3 separate regions of the Mus musculus genome follow, and regions 2 and 3 are each linked to region 1. The links are chromatin contacts, called in public HiCAR-type and promoter capture Hi-C maps. All regions are on one chromosome and are shown on one strand. The core of a region is the stretch at or near the end of the contact, and the rest is flanking DNA. Distances in the headings are between cores, read along the strand shown. Region 1 holds the start of Phrf1 (PHD and ring finger domains 1). Region 2 holds the start of Adgra1 (adhesion G protein-coupled receptor A1). Region 3 holds the start of Ifitm10 (interferon induced transmembrane protein 10).

Evidence for each region. Promoter capture Hi-C pulls out the DNA fragments that hold promoters and counts their contacts. HiCAR-type assays count read pairs that join an accessible place to other places.
Region 2: a contact with region 1 is called in a HiCAR-type map of astrocytes, with 2.7 times the contacts expected there. The contact joins the promoter of Adgra1 here to the promoter of Phrf1 in region 1. A contact is called at or near these places in 1 of 39 promoter capture datasets (hippocampal neurons) and 1 of 115 datasets of contacts at active chromatin or transcription factors (astrocytes).
Region 3: a contact with region 1 is called in a promoter capture Hi-C map of neutrophils, with 2.7 times the contacts expected there. The contact joins the promoter of Ifitm10 here to the promoter of Phrf1 in region 1. A contact is called at or near these places in 2 of 39 promoter capture datasets (neutrophils and pre-B cells).

What each region holds. Positions count from the first base shown.
Region 1 is chr7:141,225,956-141,230,773 of GRCm38.p6, forward strand. It overlaps Phrf1 (PHD and ring finger domains 1), which reads left to right and starts at 2,833. Exons shown (of 18, transcript NM_001081118.1): 1 at 2,833-2,936. It overlaps Gm51460, which reads right to left and starts at 3,661. Exons shown (of 1, transcript XM_030243134.1): 1 at 2,251-3,661. The coding sequence starts at 3,256. The coding sequence ends at 2,768.
Region 2 is chr7:139,831,673-139,836,490 of GRCm38.p6, forward strand. Adgra1 (adhesion G protein-coupled receptor A1) reads left to right here and starts at 2,502. Exons shown (of 8, transcript NM_177469.3): 1 at 2,502-2,855; 2 at 3,531-3,725.
Region 3 is chr7:142,371,838-142,376,655 of GRCm38.p6, forward strand. Ifitm10 (interferon induced transmembrane protein 10) reads right to left here and starts at 1,909. Exons shown (of 3, transcript NM_001347541.1): 1 at 1,739-1,909. The coding sequence starts at 1,741. It overlaps Ctsd (cathepsin D), which reads right to left. Exons shown (of 9, transcript NM_009983.3): 9 at 4,073-4,818. The coding sequence ends at 4,734.

The sequences.
Region 1 (4,818 bases), core at 1,583-4,082:
AGATTAAATATCCGGATTCAAGGTCATCTGGGATTAAAGGTGTGGTGGAACACACCTTTAATCTGGCCTATACCTTCTGCTGGAGAGACCATATAAGGACATTGGAAGAAGGGAGTCTCGCTCTTGCTCCTTTGCCTGCTTGCCATGTGGGACTGAGTAACTGCTAGATCCTTGGACTTCCGTTCACAGCTGCTACTGAACCATTGTTGGGAATTGGGCTGCACTGTAAGTCATCAATAAATTCCTTTACTATATAGAGACTATCCCTAAATTCTGTGACTCTAGAGAGAGATCCCTGACTAATATAGATACTAAGTCACAAAGAGGATGGGGAGCTAACCTCAAGCTACACAAGTGATGGTCTAAAGTACCTGAGTCTAGATCCTCCTCCATCTGCATGCAATTGAATGGTTCACAGAAAAGGGAGGACAGGACGTGTTCCAAGGGAACTGTTTCTGACACCGTCCTTTTTTCTTTACTTCCAAGCAGTAACAATATTTTTAAAGTTATTAGTTCTGTGTTTGTATGTGGGCATATACACAAGAGCAGGTGCCCTCAGAGGCCAGAGGCATTGAATCTCTTGGAGCTGGAGTTGAAGACGGTTGAGAGCCACCATGCGGGTGCTGGGGATTGAACTCTGGTTCTCTGGAAGAGTAGCAACCACCTCTCTAAACCCACCATTAGGAATATTGATAATTTTCCTTTTTTTTAAAAAAAGACTTATTGTGTATACCTAATTCTGTCTGCATGTATGTCTACAGGCCAGAAGAGGGCGCCATATCTCATTATAGATGGTTGTGAGTCAACTTGTGGTTGCTGGGAATCGAACTCAGGACCTCTGGAAGAGCAGCCAATGCTCTTAACCTCTGAACCATCTTTCAGCCACAATATTTCTCCTTTTTAAACTCCTTTAAATTTCCTCTTCTTAGCTAATTCTACTTATCGTTCTCTTCCCAGCAAATCAGCGAATTTACTGCATAGTTACCATGCTGGCCTTTCCTGTTCAGTCTTCTGAGTTTCTCTATACTTCCTCCAAGACTGATACTCTCAGAGTCTCAGATGGGCCTTACTCCCAGCCCCATCGTTTTTGAGTTAAGAGTCTCATGTAGTCTAGACTGTTTTTGAACTCCCTGTGTATGCAAGGATGACCTTCTATATAATCTTGCCTATGCTTCCATATCTAATTTATTTTGTGCCAGGGATGAACCCATGGCTCTGGGCATGCCAGTCAAGCACCCCTCCATCTTAACCACCCCCCTGCTCCCAGGTCCTTTCTTTCCTTTGAGACAAAGAGGGTCTCTTTGTAGCTCTGGCTGTTCTGGAACTTGCTATGTGCTCCAGGCTAGCCTTGAACTCACACTGGTCCGCCTGTCTCTTCTGAGAGTAAAGGTTATGTCACCCTGTCCAGCCCCAGATCCCTTCTTGATGTATGTGTTTGCTTCTCCTTTTCTTGTTTTCTTCAGTACCCTACCCTTGAGTTTCTTTGTAGAATCTGGACTTTTTAGCACTGAAAGTCCCAGGTTCCAAAGCTGGTCCCCACTACCACCACATTTTATCTCCAAGGCAGCCTTTTGTCCTCTGCTCTCTGGGGATAACCCTAGCTTTCCCTCTTCTAAGTAGACTCCTATCTCCTCATCTTCATATTCTTCCTTCCCTCTCCTCCCTGCCCCTCTCATCCAGTTTCTCAGTAAATCTACAGTCTGTCTTCTCCTCCTTTCTTTTTCTTTTCTTTTCTTTTCTTTTTTTTTTTTTCTTTCTTTCTTTCTTTCTTTCTTTCTTTCTTTCTTTCTTTCCTTTTTTTTTTTTGTTGTTGTTCTTGTTGTTTTCGAGACAGGGTTTCTCTGTATAGCCCTGGCTGTCCTGGAACTCACTCTGAAGACCAGGCTGGCCTTGAACTCAGAAACCCGCCTGCCTGCCTCTGCATCCCAAGTGCTGGGATTAAAAGCGTGCACCACCACTGCCCGGCTACAGTCTGTCTTCTATTCCTATCAAAAGCCATCCCTTCTGAGCCACAGTGGTCCCTGGACCACAAAATGGGCAGTTGAGTCCAGTGAGCCATGATTGCCACCTGTTTAGTACCTCAGTGTCCTCTGATCCCCTCAGCCTCTAGGTCAGTCTCAGTTTTGTGGGTCTGAATTTTCCCTGAGTCCTCTCATGGTTCTTCCCCTAATCCTATTATGCTCCATACTTTGACCCCTCTCACCAGGCCTTTATGCGTACTAGGCAAGAAAGTGTCCTACTGCCAGGCGGTAACCTCTAGTTCTGTTCTTTCTATTAATTATCTGTGCCATACAATTAAGTTCTTCACGGTGTTCACAAGTTACTGTGCCTCTCCTCGCCGGGCTGAAGGGGACGGAGGAGCTCGTATATACAGGATCCATCATGATTAACTGCATACTGGAAGGGAACCTGAAGACCCAGGGGACATCCTGAAGCTTTTCTCTAGCGCTCCTCCAGCCGCGGGCTGCAGTTAAGTCCAGCCACCAGGAGGAGGCGCTCACGGGAGGGCGGGACGGTTGTGGGCGGAGACGTGGTCCCGGGGCCGCTCCCATTCATCGCGGCGGATGGGGAGTCGGACTGTACCAACTGCATGGAGGTGAGACCCACAGCCTGGTTTAGTGCACTGGTGAGAGCTCGGACAGCACACGCTCAGCAAAACACTGCTCTCCTCTGACAGTACTTGTGATGGGCTAGTCGGTGTTCTGAGAGGAAGGGGACGCGCTAACGTCTCGTCATCCTCCGCCGCGAGTTCCTCCCCGTTTTGGCCTTAGTAGTTTCCACCAACGGGCAGGGCAGAAAGTTCCGGAAGAGTATGGGTGCACTTCCGGGTCGGGGAGCGCGCGGCGACGGCGGCGGCGGCTGACCGGCCTACTTGCGGTCGTGTTCGGACAGAGGCGGGATCGTCTAGGAGCGTCCGGGAGGCGCGAGGTTCCCGGGTACGTGCGGTAGCCGCTCTGGCCCGGTGTCCCTGTCGCGTCCGGCCGCGCGGGCCACCTATGGTGGCCGTACGCTTTGTCTGTGGCCTTCCGGGCCGGCTAGGCCTACGTCGCTCTGGCCGCGGGTCGGTCCGGAGGACGAGAGGGTGGCTGAGGCCTCGAGCTGAGCCCCGGAACGTCCGGCTGCGACCGGGAGGCCCATGGGCGTGGTGCCGGCCACCTGTCTGGTCATGCGGGAACCTGGACTGGTGCATAAGAAAGGTGTGACCCCTAGCTACCTGGTTTTCTGTCCTGATGGCCCTCGCCCTGGCCAGCACCATCTGAACTTGCCCAAATTGTGCTTGATGTCGCGATTATCGTTTTCCTTAGTTCGAGGAGCCCTCCCAGCATTCTCGAGTAGGCACCACTGTCGGAGCTTTACAGCCATAGTTCGGAGAGGTAAAGTCACTTGTCAGTGTTACATCGCTGCAGAGTGGCAGAGCCAACATTGCTTTCAAACCTGTCTTCCTGTCTTGTGTTTGAACCCCGGGTTGCTCCCATCGTGTCTTGAAAGGAGTACTCTGCAACAGAAAACAGTAACGTGTCTGGCGACTGTCATCTTGGCCAGTGGTTGGAAGCACAGTTGGAGTTTGAGATTGACTTGCAGCTCGGCATTCCTCCTTTCTCCCCATAGACCACTCTATACTCATTCCTCTGGGAAGAATGCTGAGTGAAAAGGGCAACCTGTGGCGTCACTCAGCACTGAGAGAAAGCCAAGACTTGTGTGAGTGAGGTTCACAGAGTTCCTTATAGCTCCTCTTTTCTGAAAACTGGGACCATGACCGAGGTCCCCGTCATGAATGGGCCAAAGCTCTGTGTCTATCTCAGTCTGCATTTTCTAATATCAGAGACGGTGTGTTTCAGCAGGAGTCTGTGGCAAATTCTCTGAGCACCAGGTAGACGTAAGATAGTTTATCAGAACTCTTCTCCCTTTACTGTTCCCAGGCAGGAGCAACATGTGACAATTGACATTCCTTAAGTTATGCCCTCTGTGTTTAGAGACCATCAGCTCTTCTCCTGGCCTTTGACCTCTTGGAGAAGGGTTTCGCCCTTCCCTGTGGCTTTGAGTGGATAGCCTGTGTGTTCTTGAGGCCGATGGACCTCTAGGATCTGGGGCCCCTGATCTTGAGCCCTATTTTTCAGCTTTCTTATGCTGTTTTGTTTTGTTTTGTTTTTCTCTGACTGTGGACATTAGGTTTGGTGGGAAGCATAGGGTACCACAGGATAGGCTAGTGAGTTTTTGAATGAATTTTCTGTGAAAGGGGCTTCCTCTGGAAGTAACTGGGAAAGTTAGGTGGCACAGAGGAGTAAAGACCACATATATGAATAGGTTCTTATTTGGGGAACTAGAGCTTGGTACAGAAGGAAGGTCATATCTAGTGACATTTATGATCCTTCTTTCTCTCTTTTGTTTTTTGTTTTGTTTGTTTGTTTCTGAGACAGGGTTTCTCAGTGTCTCCCTGGCTGTCCTGGAACTCATTCTGTAGACAAGGCTGGTCCCAAACTTAGAATCCGCCTGTCTCTGCCTCACAAGTGCTGGGATTAAAGGTGTGCCACAACTCCCTGGCTCTCTCTCTTTTGTTTTTGAGGCAGGGTTTCTCTGTGTAGGCCTGGCTATCCTGGAACTTGCTCTGTAGACCAGACTGGCCTCAAAGTCAGAAGAGTGAAGACAGGAAGTCTTTTAAACATTGTTCTTACAGGCTTGCAAAGGAGGACTAGCAGGTGTTCCAGCTGACAAAGTCAGGAGAGGGACAGCCCAGCATCTTCTGCCTTTCAGCCTGGGCCACAGGAATGCCATAGTCCCCAGGAACTTCATCTGAGGTTTATAATCTGATGGTGGCCA
Region 2 (4,818 bases), core at 1,252-3,751, 1.4 Mb before region 1:
TGCCAGACACCACTGCTCATGTGACTGTCATAGATGCTGTCATGTGACTGTCACCCTCTACTGGCATCTCTGCAAGAACTGGACTTGGGGAACTTTTGTAAACAGAATGTCCCCTAAGCAAAGACCCAACCTGTGGGGCAGAGATTGTCATTTCCCAACATGGAGGGATTTTACCTATGCTGTGTAAGGGTCCTCATCGCCTGCATCCCCATGGTCTCAGGTGAGGGTTAGTTCATTGTCTTGTCCTAGCCTTGATCTTTTCCTGTGCTCTCTTGGACCAGTTTGGAGAGTTAGCAGTTATTCTGCGATGACTATCTCCATAATGCCCAGAGATCAGGCTGTGTCCCATAGCAACACAGAATCCACCCAGCTGGAGATGCCCAGAGGAGCAGACTAGAAAAAGCTTGGGCCTCTTGGAACCTTGTGTAGGGGCAGGTTCCTAACTGCAGGGTCATTTACATTACTCCCAGTGTTGAGAGATATGAGATCTGAGCCTTGAGCCACAAATATCAGGTTTTCTTATGTAGAAAAGGCAATCCACAGGCAGCTATGCTTCTAGTAAGAAGCAAGTGTGGCCTGTCTAGCAAATAGGACAGGGGGTCTCCCAGAGCAACAGCAAAGGCTGGGTGGTAACCAGAAGTACATCTGACTATATCATGCCTCCGTTTCCCCATACCATCGAAGATTCTGTGTTGATATAGAACAGGGGTTCTCAACTAGGAACTTTTCAACCTTGGGGTTGAACAACTCTTTCATGGGGATCACCTAAGACCATAGGAAAACACAGATATTTATACTGTGATTCATAACAGTAGCAAAACTACAGTTATAAAGTAGCAACAAAAATAACTTTATGGTTGGGGTTCACCACAACATGAGGAACTGTATTAAAGGGTTGAAGCATTAGAACGGCTGAGGACCACTGATATAAAACATGGCTCACCATGCAGGTCATCACGGCACCTGTCTCCAGTGGTACCCCAGAGACTAAGCCTGAAGTGATGCCCTCCATGGGCAGCTCCAACCTAGGCCCTGGCACAAATGTAGAGAGGCATATGTGACCATTATGAATGGTTTAGTGCCCGAGTATTTATAAAGCCAGGCCTTGGGCTCTGTTTTTGGAAACTTCAGCTACACAATACAAGGAGATAGACTCCTTCTGGCCACTCCAGGAAGAAGCTGAGAATCATCACTCACGCAGTACATAGAGTCCAGGGGCCAGTAGCCAGGCCTCTTCTGCCTCTCCTGAGGGCCTGGACCACCTGTGACAGACCTGGAGCCCTGAGCAGAAGACCAGTGTCAGAGCCTACTCTGATTCAGAGCCACCTCCCCCTACATACTTCCTGCTCTCCTTTCTGCCCCGTTCCCTATCCACCCGACTAAGACTATCATCCAGGATCCATCAGGGACTTTGGCTGGCCTCCAGTTCCTGGAGAAGAGACTCTGAGAGTTCAGAACACATGGAGGCCTCCATCACTCATAGGGTGCTGAGCAGACAGAATTCCTCAGGGTCAAGTCCCTTATCTGAAGTTCGGGGCTCAGTGTTCCCACTGAGGACTGGGACAGGAGAGTTGACCACACCCCACCCAGAGGTTACACACCACAGGATTTCTAAAACAAAAATCACAATGTCCCTGGGTCTAATTCTATCTTTATGATCCTTTAACTACCTCCCCTGCCCCAGGAACTCTAGCTTCCAATCCTTTAAACTCCAGAGTAGCAAGAACCTAGGGGCCTCCTAGAGTAGACACTAGCTTTAACAGCACCTGAAGAGCAAAGTTGCTAGGTGGGATGGAGGTGCTACAAGAAAAGGAGCCAGGTGGAGAGGGAAGGGAATGGTCCCCAAACAGGTGTCTCCTAATCACAATGTCATGCCAACATCTGCCAAGGGGATAAACTTTGTGAAAAAGCTTGACCTGATCCAACTCTCCCCTCAGGCAACCAGTCTGGGCCAAGCCATCCCACAGCAGATGAGCTGGACTCTGACTCACGCCTCTGTACACTTTCCTTCTCAACACTCAGTCCTTTGGCCCAGGCTTGGAGAAGGGTTCAACACTGGGGTTAGGGAAGACACTTTCTGCCCCGCCAGGCCATGTCCACAGACAGGAGCAGCCCTGCTGACTCATGCTCACACAGTCTTCACCTCAGTTTCGGAAAATTTGGATTTGAACAGTATTTTAATACATGGATTGTGAAGATTCTTCCAAAATCAATTTCCGTTTTCACCTTCCTGTTCCTGCAGCCCTCGAGAGACAGGGATCTCTTTTTAAAATGAAATAACATCATCCTGTCCTCCTTTTGGGGAAAATGCTTTAATGTGAGTTGTCTGAATCGGTTGGAAGCAAGCAGCAAACCCTGGTCGGTTGTCTCTTTAAATCGACTCTGCAGTGTGACGGGCAGCCGGCCGCCGGGCTGGGAAGAACCATTCCCGCTCTGCCGCAGGGAGCCAGGGCACGGCGCTGCCGCGGTCCGCGCCTCCCCCAGTCCCCATGGTTACAGCTCCTGCTTCCCGGCCGGTCCTTCATTCCCCTGGCTGTTGCTGCAGAAATCCGGCGCGCAGGCGGCTGGCGTCCCCCAACCCAGAGCTGGAAACTGCCTGCAGAGAGCGCATTGGATGCCTGCTCTTCTCGGCTCTGACTCACTCCCTCCGGGTGCAGAGCTCCGTCCCCAGCGCAGTGCTCTGGCCACAGCCAGTCGCCAGGCTGCAGCCCTGCAATCTGTTGATAACTCCACTTATAAGCTCCAATCTCATGCCTTTCGTCATAGAAAGCTGTTCCCTAGCACGAGGGACATGCCACATCTCGCCTGTGAGAAGCAGGAGACCTGTGCCTCTTCGGCTGCCTTTACCAAAATAGGTGAGAAGTTGGGTGGCTTTCTCCTGATGTCTGAGAAGGGAAGGGGAGGGGTAGGGCTTGTGCCCAAGCTACTGGCCGGCCACAGTGTCCACTCATGAGGGCCATTTCTGGAGCAGAAACGCTGTGAGAGATTCGGCCACTCTTGCTGTTGGGAAGGTGGATTCTGAATAACTTTGGGTAAGTCTAGAGCTTGGAGCCTTAGCAAGACCACATAGTTCCAGCCAAGCAAGAATGTCCATGCGGGAGACGCCAGCCCTCAAGATCTAGCTACATCAGGCGGCAGCAGCAGCTTCTGCCTGCCAGGTCTTCCTGGGCACTGAGAGATTTACTCAGGTTTATTTGACTCTCTTGATTTCAATTGATAATGCTGGTCTGGCTTGTGCAGCCCGAAATAACCAAGTTACGGTCTTATGTTGGGATGGCGAGCAGAGACTACTTAAGGGATGCTTTCCGGCTGCCAGGAGCCAGGTTTCCTCCCAAGTCCCAAAGCCCAGGTTGTTACCACCTCTCTGGGTGCCTCAGATGAAGCCTGAGCTAAGGACTCCAACAGGCTGGCCAGGTTCATAGGAGCCAGAAAGGGGCAAACTTGGGAAGGGACTGAGTGCCCCCTGAGTATACCTGGGTATTGACCAGTATCAGGCTCCCTTGCACTCTGACCATGCATTGTCTTTGCAGGTGGGTCAGCCTGCAGATCCCCATTCATCTTGACACAGTCACTCTGAGGTAGCCTTCCCAGGAGCTCGACCGTGACTGTGTGGGACTTGACCTTCCAGATGGCCATGGAGGCTAGAGGGGAGAAGGGTGCAACATAGTGGTCGGTGCCAGCAACCCCATCAGTGCGCTTGCCTCCCTAACTCTGCAGGGCTCATGGTGAGTACACAGCCCAAGGGGCCTAAAGCTTTGACCAAAACCCTGCCGTTCACATCAGATCAGGGGCTACCATCTCTGTTAGGTGGAGGAGGCCTGGGCAGGAAAGTAAGTTATGGGGTGGTTAGGCACTTAGCAGCTGTCCAGCCTGTGTCAGTCCTGGGGTGGGATAACTCTATGGGGGCAGTGGGGTCTGGCTACATTGAGTCTCTGGCTGCCTGCCAGGGTCTGTCTGCTCACTGGCTCACTTGGTGCTGTTCATACTAATTAGCTGAAGGCACGCGGCAATGTCGAAGCATTTAATCAACAGAGTGGCATCCATCCATGCCCTGGGAAACCTTGTCTAGTCCTAGACTGGGTTCCCTCCCACTCAAGGGGGCCTCAGTCAGGTCACCAAGCCCTTCCTACTGTCCCTGCTCCTCAGAAAGTCAGCCGGCTTTGGCAGCTAAGGCTACAACAGGAGGGGGGAGGGTGTTTCTCTCACACTAGAAAAGGGTAAGAGCAGTGTGGTCAGCGGGTTGGAACAGTGTCCAAGACGTGGCGGGGCCCTTCCTGAAGGCTAAAGCTTGTATTGTGGTTGCTGCCTATTGGTCTCTAAGAAGGCTGACAGCCGAGTAAATAATGCATTGTGTATGCTCCTAAGGGACAGCTGACAGGGGCAGCTAGGGCTGGAGTGCGTGCTGGGAATGCCAATGACCACCAGGATAACATGTCCATAGCCCAGACGTGGGCATAGGTTCCTCAGTGCAGACCTGTGTGTCTGCCTAGTAAGGGGCATTCTGTCTGAATCTCTGCTCACTTGCTTCTTGCTCCACTCAAAACGCCCAAGAAGAGAGATCCCTGTTACCCGAATTAACATCACTTTAGCCTCCCTGGCTGGAGCAAAGGTTATGTCCATGCTGTCTCCTGACCCCAGCAAGGTTCCCTCTTCTAGGTGCTGGCAGCTCTCAAAGGAGAGCACCCTGGGCTCAAGGGTCCCTTGATTTCTACTGAGTCTCCTATTGCCCCCAAGTGCCACACCCAATATGGCTGTCAGCCCTAGGTTGGAATGGTTTGTGGCCTTTGTCCTCAAATTCATGTTTGCAAAAATGGAAAG
Region 3 (4,818 bases), core at 659-3,158, 1.1 Mb after region 1:
CAGGCTCAGGCACATCTCCGGAGGATCCGCGCAGGTGCAGGACTACAAACTCCAAAGCCAACAGAAAGCGGCACTGGGAGACCCTAAGAGCGCACACTGTCACACAGAACCACTCACCTCCCCTCTTGTCCCCACCCCCAACCGTGCCACCAAGAGACCCACAATGACACTCTGCGAAATGGACACTTCCAAGAGACAGCTTGGCGCCGGAGCTCTGCGCCACCAGGCGCACCCGGCGCCGGTGAGGTGATAGCAAGGGGCTGTGGCTGAACTGGGTGGTCCCCAATCTGACCCCGGGCTGCAGCAGTCACCAGTACCGCTCACCTACTGGCGACTCGACGAGTGGGTCAGACCCCTGAACCTAGGAGCGCGCGTCCTTCCGCTCTCCCGCTGTCTGTCCGCTGATCGCGTCCCAGCGGCCCAACCTTGGGGGCGGGGAGCGAGCGGGGCTGGCGCCGCTGCCTCCCCCGCTGCCCGCGCGCGCTCCGCAGCGCCAGGCCGGCCGCGGCTGCAGCCAGAGCCTGACTCACGGCGGCGTCGCAGACACCTCCGCCTCCTCCCTAGGGAGGGAGGGGGCCCGCTAGCCCGGAAGCCAGGACCCCGGGGAGTCGCAAGGCTGGCACCCCTCTATCCCATGAGCTGCATGGCTCTCATATCCACCGACCACCAAGCCGCTGCTACCCCAGTCCACCTGTGCTCAAATTCTCTCGCGGGTCCTCAAGTCCCGGCAAGTCTGTCTGCTGAGCATTCCACTTTATTCCCACGGCTGACCCCCCTTCTCCCTACATTTCTTCCACCTGAACCTTGTTAGCTCCAAGACCTGTGCCTTCAGAACCCCCTTACCTAGCATCTCTTCTCCCTGCCCTGTTGAGTCCCACCTGCCATCCTCAGTCCCGTGGCGGTCCTAGCCTTTTCTCATGAGGCCCTGTCCTGGTATCAGCTTTTTAAGCCCTCACCCACCTCTTCCTTGATCTTGCCCAGCTGGGCTCCAACCTCGCTACTTGCTAAGCCCTGTCTGAGCTGCTCAAGTCTCCATCTCTAATCAGGCTTATTTTGGGAGTCTCTGGTCCCTTGAAGTCTACACACTGCAGATCATAGTTCCCACCTGACTGGGATGCAACACATCAAACCCCAGAGGGACACTCATCTCTGTTCAATCCTGTCTCCCAAGTCCCCAAGGTCAATGTTCAGGGTTGTTTTTTTTTTTTTTTTTCTCCCGAGTCCAAGTCCAGGCCCTTCACCAACAATCTTCAGAACCCTGCCCTGGGCCTCCTTTTTGAAGTCCCTGTCACCCAAGTCTGACATATGTTCTAATATGTTCATCATAACAGGGACTTGAAGGATCTGACCTGTAACAGGCTTGCCTGTCCCTGCTTCACAAGTTTTGCTCTGCCCTCAGGGACAGATGTGCTACTCAGAAGCCTGGGTCCTCTCAGACACCCCTACATTGATTTCCTTAAAGCTCGGTCTGTGTACCCCGCTCATGACCTTTCTGACCCCCATCCTGGGCCCTGACAGTGCTCGGTCCTTACACATGACTTGCTCTAAGCAATACTGTCCTCTAAGACTCAAGGCCAAGCAGTTTCTTCTCTCCCCGCCTCATCTCCTTCCCATCCTCAGTCTCTCTTGGACATTTGTCCTCAACTGATCCCCACCTCCAGAGAAGCCCCAATGGGCTTCCTTCACCATGGAGAGCCCCCAACTGCCCTCCCTCCCTCCCTCAGAACCCCTACCTCACCATGTGGGGGTGGAGTTCTCAGTAGGTCCTCTTCACCCTACCCTGAAGTTCCCCCAACTGTGTGTAAAAGCCTCGTTTTCTGCCTCCCTGGATCCCATTCTCCCTAGCTCTTCTCTGGGACCCTTTCCAGAGAGTTCCAGGGCTGCCTGGCCCCTAGACTTTCTGGTCTCCTGGAACCTTGGCTCTCTGAACCCTGAGTCTTTCTTCAAAGCCCTGTCTCCTGATTAAGCCCCGCCCCATGCCAAGTTCCTCCCTTTCCAGCCCAAACCCCACCTCTGACCCCCAGCACAGCTCATTTCTGCGTGTCAGGAATTTTCAGTGTGAAGTGGATCTTAAGTGTAGAGGAAAAAAAAAAAAAAAGAAAGAGACTCTCCTTGAGTGGGTGGAATTAATTTCCACACTGGCAAGGACCCCTCCCACCGTTTCTTGGCTTTCTTCTGGGCACTCCCTCATGGAGCCTAGCCTTGTTGGTCCAATAAGCCTGGGGGCAAGTGGGCTGTGCCAGGAAGTCAGTTTTCCTTCATCCAACCCCACCACTGCTTTGGATCCCAAGGGCCTGACAACCAAACATGCTGACACTCCCTCCCCAGCCTGTGTGCGGCTGTGTACCACCCAACTAATTACATCCATTCGCACTCCTGACAGTCTGCTTACCACACAACCTAAGTCAGGTGCTGTCCTTGGCATGTCTGGCCTGGGAGTCTCAGACTTCAGGAAGCAGAAGGGTTGGCCCTTTGGCCCTCGGGGCAGGGTCCACTCAAGGTCATTGGCAAGGTGAAGGGTGAGTTGGAATCCTCTTCCCAAGAGTCAGCTTTATGGCTCTGGAGTCAGCGTCCCAACCTTACACTTTAAGCTGGTCAGGGCAAGACTTGGGTATGGTCCAGCCTCACTAATACCCTGGTCAGGGGTTTGAGGGGAGAAACACCCACCATGAGAAAACTAGAGTAAAGCTAGCTTCCCTATCCCTGCCTGCAGCAAGGGTCTTTCTTCTTCCCAGGGCATGAAGGCTGATGTGAAGGTCACTCAGCTAAGAGACTGATGTGAACCCTGAGCTAGAGTCCGGGGTGCTCCCCGGGGCATCCCTGGGTGGTGATGGTGGCATCAGCGGCATCTGCAGAAGCAGCGGCCCCAGTATGCAGGCCTGGCAGCACAGCTCAGCCTCAGGCCTGCAGGGCAGGGAGGAGATCTGTCTCCAGCTTTGGTGCACAAGCCTTTGATAACACTAGTCTCCAGAAGCCCTGCCAGGCCCTGCGGGACTCCCTGCTCAGATTTCAGACAGAGAACACTGGGTACATGTTTACTGGCCTTCTGACAACCCTTGGTGAACATTCTCCAGAAGTAACCTAACAGGGCTCAGGTATGGGACATATTCCCCTGCCCCAAACCCTCCTACCAAAACAATGACAGCCACTGACCAGCAGGCAAAGGGTGCCAGGACAACCCCAGAAAGTGACAGAGGTCACACTTCCCTATATCCTGTACCTGTTAGTGTGGGGAAGGGGCTCTAAGATTCCAGAGCTGATTCCAAAAGGAAGCTCTACCCTACCAGTAAGCACTCGATAACTCCTACTCTATTTAAAAGCCTGCTGGTTGCCTCCACTGTTGTATTTGAAACCTGTGTTCACCCACTTCTCCCGCCCCCTGAAACCGAACCTTCTCACAGATGCTTGTAGAACAACTGTAGTCCGTGGCAGAGAGTTCTGACCTCTCATCTCCAAGACCCCAGGCAGCCGGGCAGGCTCCAACACTGGCTAGACTCAAAAAGCTGAAGACTGCTTCTTGAGCCTGGCAGAGGCCCAGGCAGGGAGACTGCCCAGGGCACCCAGGACGAGCAGATGGCTTTTCTGACCCAGGCTTAAAGGACTGACTGTTGAAAAGGGAATGTATGCAGCCCAAGATTCCCATCAAGGCTTATTCCGTTTCTTCTGGGAATAGGCTGCTTCCCTGGCAAAGCACAGCAGGTGCTGGCCTGGCCACCTCTGAAAATGATTCAACACAGGACCTAACACAGAATTCTAGGCCCGCTCCATGGCCTCCAGCCAAGGCCACATCCGGCCTGACTACTGCCTGAGGTCCCAGAACCTGCCAGTTCTAGTTCAGACTCATCTTGCCCACAAGGCCAGATAGCAAGCCAGAGCCTCAGGAGTCCCCTCTGTTCACTGGCCTGGTGCTGAAAGCCAAGTCTGGGCTCTAGCACACTCCCTACCCCCCCCCCCCCCAATATTCTCCACAGCCAGCGTGTCCCCGAATTAGCCCTCAGTAGTACTGGGTTCTACTGGTCTAGCTAGCTCCGTCGCCAAGGTCCCAATTCAGAAACAGTACAGAGCACACCAATAGAGATCAAGGCCCAAAACAACTTTATTTGTATTTCAACTTTGGCTCCCAGCTGCCTAGCCCAGGATGAGGGCAGCAGAGGCCAGCCAAAACCAGTCAGTCATCCTACCTCTACCCCAGGCTGAGGCATGCCTTCCCAGGAGGGCGGGGTCAAGCCCTAGGTAACCCCCCAGGTTCATAGTTTTGCTTCTGTCCTCTTGCTCCTTCCTGCTCACCTTCAGGCCTTTGCCAGGCCAGAGTTGGAGGGGCAGTAGAACGTGGTGCCATCCCCAAGCTGGGTGATGGGTCTGGGTCAGAGCAGGTTTCTGGGAGGGATCCTAAGACCCATTTGCCTGCTTCAGAGTACTGCCCACACAGCAAAGGGCGGCAGGACAAGACAATCCATCTCAGCAGCTATTAAACCAGTAGGGGCCTTTGAAGGCAGCCTCGTGTACTGGGTGGGCCTTGGCCTCCTTCAGACAGGCAGAGGGCAGCAATCTGAACCCAGGGTGAGGAACCACAGAACAGAACAGCTGGACAAGCTCCAGCCAGGTCTCCCCCAAGGGTCCAGCAACACTAAGCGAGTGTGACTATGTGTGAGTGGGGCAGGTGGAGGGATGGGGCTGGCTGGCTTCCTCTACTGGACTCTGATCCAGTTCCCTGACAGTGGAGAAGGAGCAAGTTAGAGTACGACAGCATTGGCAAAGCCGACCCTATTGTTGTCTCTGTCAAACACAGTGTAGTAGGAACCAATGAAGACATCGCCC